2 separate regions of the Bombyx mori genome follow, and region 1 is linked to region 2. The links are chromatin contacts, called in public Hi-C maps. All regions are on one chromosome and are shown on one strand. Each heading gives the region's core, a stretch centred on a gene start, on an enhancer-like site or on the middle of the called end of the contact. The rest is flanking DNA. Distances are from core to core; before and after follow the strand shown.

The links. A called contact is a pair of places that touch in the nucleus more often than the background predicts.
Region 1: a contact with region 2 is called in a Hi-C map of whole pupa, with 1.8 times the contacts expected there. The contact joins two enhancer-like sites. A contact is called at or near these places in 2 of 7 Hi-C or Micro-C datasets (both in whole pupa).

What each region holds. Positions count from the first base shown.
Region 1 is chr23:7,947,031-7,950,670 of ASM3026992v2, reverse strand. No RefSeq gene overlaps it. Among protein-coding and RNA genes, the nearest start is that of LOC101743282, 14 kb to the left of the region's middle. Within about 2 kb of position 2,095, at least 4 of the 8 cell types and tissues checked have open chromatin away from gene starts, as enhancers often do.
Region 2 is chr23:7,772,816-7,776,605 of ASM3026992v2, reverse strand. The region is part of intron 1 of LOC101743140 (early growth response protein 3); the gene reads left to right. All of the region lies in intron 2 of LOC110386322 (a long non-coding RNA gene), which reads right to left. Among protein-coding and RNA genes, the nearest start is that of LOC110386322, 11 kb to the right of the region's middle. Within about 2 kb of position 1,500, at least 8 of the 8 cell types and tissues checked have open chromatin away from gene starts, as enhancers often do.

The DNA of each region.
Region 1 (3,640 bases), core at 846-3,345, 170 kb before region 2:
AATAAATTATTATCACAGAGTAATGGAAATCGTAGTAGCTAATGCGGGTGAATGTACCTAAACCAGTTCGTAATTAAGAATACACTTATATTAATTAAAGCGTTAAAGTTTTCTTCGGCCGTTGATACAATTTGAAGAGTCGCCTCATGTTAAGTGAACACTCAAGTCACTGAGTACACCTGCATGATTATCGACATCACCTCGGAATGTATGTGGAAAAAAAATTACTACTTTAACAAATTACTAACTAAAATACCTTTTTTTTCATTTCATTTACTTTAATTCATATCATTTGAGTCACAAAACCTAATATTAAACACTACTAAACTACTAACACAATACTAAATTAGTTAGTATAACGGACAATCTCATAGTGAACTTTTTTGAGATAATCACAATGACCACTCACTGCTCACATTCTTCAATTTACTACATAAACAAATAAATCTTTAGACAATAATGCTCCTTTCCACCACCCACAATATATTTTAAACATTCTATCTTTATTTGCAAACAAAAGACCTGATCCCCAAAAAAGACCAACGTACTCGTAAGACAAGAATCAAGTTGAAAAAACATAAATAGTTAACGTCCGCTACCTTCGTCTCGAAGCAAAAGTATTATTTTGGCGGTAGCTATCATACAACACAACATATTTAGCAGATGCTTGATTCTCGCTTACAACATTTTTAAGATAAGATTGCATGTATTATATAAATACAAGCTCTGAACAATAACATTCGGACCGTCGGTCTACCGAGCAATAATAATACGTTAAGCCCCCCAAAGTATAAATAAACTGTACTTAAAATCAGTGATAGATTTTTTCTTCTTTAATGTTAAAGTTTAGTATTTTATACGCCTGAAATTATTTCGAACATTAATTAGTACGAATAAGATGCTGGTGACAATTTTTTCTTACTTATTTGTTTATTTCCAGACTAACTCGTCGTGGCCTAAAGGATAAGACGTCCGGTGTATTCGTATATAGCGATGCAACGGTGTTCGAATCCCGCAAGCGGGTAACAATTTTTCTAATGAAATACGTACTTAACAATTGTTCACGATTGACTTCCACGGTGAAGGAATAACATCGTGTAAGAAAAATCAAACCCTCAAAATTATAATTTGCGTAATTACTGGTGGTAGGACCTCTTGTGAGTCCGCACGGGTAGGTACCACCGCCCCGCCTATTTCTGCCGTGAAGCAGTAATGCGTTTCGGTTTGAAGGGTGGGGGCAGCCGTTATAACTATACTTGCGACCTTAAAACTTATATCTCAAGTTGGATGGCGCATTTACGATGTAGATGTCTATGGGCTCCAGTAACCACTGAACACCAGGTGGGCTGTGAGCTTGTTCACCCATCTAAGCAATAAAAAAAAAATTGTACGCCTGAAATTATATCGAACATTAGTACGAGTAATACGCTGTTGACAATTTTTTCTTACTTATTTGTTTATTTCCAGGCTAACTTTTTAAGCTGTCAAAGTACTAAATCACATCTATTTAATGTACCTATACATATTTATGTTTATCTCCTTCGTAAGTTTCGAATATAACTACTTCATCTAAAAGCCTCGATAATTAGAACTCTGTCACACTCAAGTGTCACGACGGAGTTTCTTGTGAGGCTGACTCAGGTCAAGGCAATTATTTTTGTTGATTATGTTTCAATAAAGTGATTGTCGTCGAGGCCCCGGCTCAGGGTTGAGCATTATCTCCAAACAAGGCGGGTCACTCAAATTATAGCCAAAGGTGACCATTAGTGCTATTTTAACCTCTTATTTTAAATTTCACGACTCGAACAGGAAACATTTGTCTTATATTTACAGCCGAAATGGACGATTATGTATGCAAATTATTATTGGACGAATAGAATTATGCTGGCTTTGGCTCTAAGCATCGTAGCACATGCATTAAACATGGTAGCCGATAAGATGTTTTATCATAGCGGGAAGTGAGAGGTTTGATAGGTCAAATGAAAGACAATAAGCTGTACGTATTGGCAAATGCGAGTTGTTTAGTGAGGCACGTGCGGCAAGCGGGGGCGTTTGGGTTGAATGGAGACGCGTGATTCACTGCGGCCCATTGAGACGCGCGTGCGCATCATAACGCCTCGAAATCCATTCAATGCCACTTAAATCGTGTTGCAATCTACTTGCGAACCTTCCATTGATGAATACAATTGAATGATACTCTCCATCTTCTTGTGACATCTATCACAAACATTAAGTTAACGTACACCCCGCAAAGACTATTTTGTTTTTTCCACAAAAATAATACTGCCTAATAAATAATTTAGAACTTTTTAATTCTACTAGCAATGGATTAGATTTTGCATTTTGTTTTTGACAAATCCTCACCGAATATTTATTATTTCGACACAAACAAAGTAGGTATTTATACATTATCAGTCAATCCGATTTATTAAATTCATTTCAATTGACTCGAAGACAATTTCAAATCGTGGATTTACTGATAGCATTTAAAAGCGCAGGCAATGTTTAGTGAGCGGGTTATTAATTTTACATAATGGCTTCGTCCACATTTAAGTTACTTGACGAAAATTATGACTACGGACCTTCAACGAGACGCCATTGAATTTTAAAATGCTTAACACAAAGCTCAAATGAATTACGGCATGCTCACGGCTCACAATAAGAATTTAATTATAACGTGTTTGTTTTAATGACTCTTATAAAACATTAATTTTATTGTTCGAACATAAACGCTGTTTCGTAATTGCATTATGTTTGTTTCGCAACACAGGTAAGCTAAGTTACACATATTATTATGGTAGTCCTTACGACAAGCAACATAAGTAAACTTACAATCAACTCCAAATACGCTACAAAGTAATGTCGCGACAAATGGAATCTGTATCAGATAAGTGAAACTAGCAGCTACCGATATATTTACAACAGTGGATTTGCATGGAGAAACGATCACACGTTGGAAAATATTCTGCAGACGACCGACCTAATAAGGAGCTTCGTATAGTATAAGCCACACAAAGATAAACTATAGTTTAACAATAAATAGTTTAACAAGCCGCTCCAATATGTTTACAGTTTAAGTATTTAGCAGATAAGAATGTAGAGACCGTCGGTTCACCACTCGGTCAGGTCTTTCGCAATGCAAATAAGAAACGATTAGATCTGTCTGTGGATAATCTAGCTTTATTTATTAACACCTGTTGGGAGGCCAATCCAATATTCATATTTCATGACGAGAAACAACTTTAATGATTGAAATGAAAAGGTTTCTCATAAATTGTGATTTGTTTGTGTAATTCCATAATAGTTAAGAATAATAACGTTAGAATATTTTTGTGTCTTGTTATCTTTAAGAGCAGCTCGATGTACGTGCGGGTATGTTGCTCATTGATGTGAATCGCTTCAACGAATAAGCGAGCCGCTGTCATATCAAGGTAAACCACTTAATTGTTTCGTTCATAAATTTCATTTTAATATTTGTCCTAACCTCCATTTCAATCCCTCTTTGGAAATTTTTATGAACTTTTATATTAAATAACTTTCGTTAAATCATACGTAATCAATAATTTTCAAGGCTAACTTCTTAAAATTCAGCTCAAATTGCAAATTATTCAATTGTAATTTTTTTAATATATAGATAGTG
Region 2 (3,790 bases), core at 251-2,750:
TCAAAATAGCGATTAAAATATTTAGAAGATTGAACAAAATTGAATTCAAATTTAATTAAAAAGGTAATAGTGCTTTTCATTGTAGACAATATTTTCTGCAATTAGAATCTGAAAAAATCTCTGATTAAGGGAATTTTATAGCAACTAACATGAGAAGTCTAGTGAGAACATATGAGGATTAATTTTAGACAAATCACAATTATGGTTTTTTATAAAAGAATAACCAGCCGTGGTTGAATCTTTGTTGTAAATGGTCAAAAATTAATATGCGACCAACCTGATATGAAAAGCAGTCACCACCGTCCACGGACATTGGTAGCATTGGTAACACCAAGAGTACAACTAGGCTAATGATTATAGTATGAAATAAATATGACTTTAAATTTAGAAAGCTATAAAGTATCTACGAGTTCTTACCTGACCTTTAGTACATCCAAAGTGTGAATTAGACAACGACATCTAGATTACTAGCGCATTATAGTAATATTGACAGTTTTTGTTTTGTTATGGCGCTGTTATAAGAAACGGCCTCGGAGTTAATGAATGAATGGGCCGCCCACGGTTACTTCATTCATGCGGAGCCCTGCGTGGTCGAGCTTGCTCTCAATGACGACTTGCATCGCTCTTGCCACACACGTTACCCCACGTCGAACCTTTTCACACACACAACTTCTCATAAACACTCACGTGTTTACTTTACTTATAAGTTTAATTTTCTAACTGGTACTTTGCAATAGGACTTGCCGTCTAAACAAATTAAAAACTTTAAGTCACCTGTTTCATTTATTTATTTACAGCTGATATTCAATAAAATAATGTAATATTCTACATAATATAATGTAGTAGAAACGGTAGTAAGTTCTGTCGAAAATTGAACACCGTTATGTGAACAATGAAGTATTTTTTAACATCAACAGTTCCGACCAAAATTTGCAGTAGGTAGTTATTAGTTAATTAATATCTAAAATAATTCTCAAACACCGATAGACTTTCTAAATCTTACCGCTAATGTGTTGAACCTAATCAATAAAGTCGACGGATCTACTCTCATTAAAATAATATGACGTATACAGAAAAAGGCAGACTACAAAGACTAATATTGATGCTGTCGAGAAAGGTTATACTCGTACAAATAGCAAAGTTCAAGCTTACAAATACCATTGTTCTAAGGAAGCAACTAAATAAAACGTCTAAAATATTTACCTACTTCAAAATGTCAGAAGTTCATCAAATTAACGATTAAATAGAGAAATGTCTACTTTACGTACCCAAACGCAAATGAATTTACGCAACAGGTTGTCTGACAAATGTCACAATCAATAACAAATGACAAAGTTAACGATGAATAAATGAAACAGCGGTAAAGCATCAGTGGAGCCAGTATGAATGGTCTTACCAGGGGTGCTACGTGTAATGGAATGAGATGGGGGGAAATAGGCACGTGTTTCATAGTCATGGCCACGGGATGACGTCCGACCTTTAACAACGCCTGCGCGGTCCGTGGCGCCAGGTTCAAGGACGACGCATCGATCGCGCTTAGTGACACTGTGTGTGGAGCCACGGTCGGACGCTGCTCTTCACCCTGAATGAGGAAATCGATGCGACTACCTATTTCATTGTCAGGGCCGATCGTGAATCTGCCCGATACAGATCCAACACGTATGAAAAAAGAGCACACCGAAAGTTCCCGTTTAAAATTATTTAGTGTTTACCCAAAACTATATTAAGTTAAATCAATTTAAATTATAGGTTATCTTTAAATTTTTATTTTTTTAACATTTCAATTAATGACAGTCACGCTCTGAATTAAATATTATTCAGCTTAGGATTGACGTTTGCATAACAACAAGAGCACATTAATTCTACTCGAAATATGTACCTTTAAATTAAGTTGACATTTGATGACACATAAGAAGCTGCTGCTGCAATTGTTGATAATTACAGAATTATTAAATTATCGAACGTACTCGAGACTTCTATGGTTATAAAAATGTTTTTTTAAATAATTTAAATAATTTACAACCTTTTCAGGATTTAATACCTCATATTAAATTGTTCGTTAAATAAAAATCTAAATTCTTCTTTTTCAGTAAATTTATTACATTTTAATATTAAAAAAATATAGGTATATGCATATACAAGTATATACATATTGCTAAACTAATCGTTTTAAGTACTGCAAGTATAGAAAGTTTACAAACGTTTTTTTTTTTAAATTTTAAATAATGATTTATCTACAGAAAAAAGAATTATAACACGCGAAACCACTCGTACTTCTTACACGCTGTGATTGCGAGCGAAATTGTCGCGGACGCGTGTCAAATCACTTCTCGCCCACGACAATCTGCTTGCATTTTGCATTTTGCAAATTCTCTATATAAATCAATGAGGTATCACTTTGATGATCTTTTTTATTCTTTTGACCAACTCTATTAAGCAGATATGTGAAATTGAAGATACTAGTCTAGGATGTGCTATTAGTGTATATGGATTGATTTAAGTCTAACTGGTGCGATCGCGAATGCATTATTGAATGAGATTTCGATCTTTGACTTTAATCGCCAAGGAGGATGAAATTGTGATTTCATTGAGATGTTGTCCAATGTTTCTGTCAAATGTTCAATTTTCTACCTATTCGTACCGTCTCAAAGACGCCCTACCACCGATTATATTATAGTTTAAACGAAAATAGCATAACGAAATAAAATTTTATTAAAAAAACTAATATTAAATTTTCGTTTCAATTTTAAGCTCTCTAGGAGACATTAGTTTAACTAGAACCAAATAATATTGCATAGATATCTTTGAACTAAACTATAAAAAGGTTCGTAATAAAAGCAGCAAACATATACTATTGTGTTACAATTAATCAAAGTGCTTTTTAACACAGTGCTTTTTACTGGTGGTAGGACCTCTTGTGAGTCCGCACGACTAGGTACCACCACCTTGCATATTTCTGCCGTGAAGCAGTAATGCGTTTCCGTTTGAAGGGTGGGGCAGCCGTTGTAACTATACTTGAGACCTTACAACTTATATCTCAAGGTGGGTGGCGCATTAACGTTGTAGATGTCTATGGGCTCCAGAAACCACTTAACACCAGGTGGGCTGTAAGCTCGTCCACCCATGTAAGGAAATAAAAAAAATAAAAAACACCAGCAAAAAGTCGACAGTAGCAAATCCCATCCCTCCTGGCACACACGCCTGTCTTGGTGAAACTGGAAAAGCCTTCGTGCCACCAGTAATCGTTCTTTCATAATTAAATGTAGCACTAATAAAAATACTTACTGCCAACATAACAATTTCAAACAGTCGGTTTGTTTAATGTAGTAGTCCGTATGAAAGTCTGAGTACAATTTGATATGTCAGAGTTGCAACTATATGTACCTATACATAATATACACTACAGTGTACAGACCATTCATGAATTCCGCGGTAACGACATCACAATCGGGCGCAGTGGGGTGGGGACAAAAACCTGCACAGGGAGGGAATGGGGTGCCTACCCATTTATGAATGAGGCCGTACGTCATCGGTATCGATCGCTAACACCCAGTGGCCCCGAATAAGGCTACCACACAAGGGCAATGTTAGCAGTATTTCAACAGGTGGTCGCCTGACGCATACCGGCCGGTTTTTCACAATCAAACCCATTTTATCACTGCTACAATGACGTCAGTTTTTGATTAAACATGTCAAAAGCTTTTTACGGTTGATTTGAAGAGTTATCTTCACTCGCGTAAAATGTACGTTAGTTCGTCAGTTGTCGTCGCCATGTCATTTCAGATTAGAA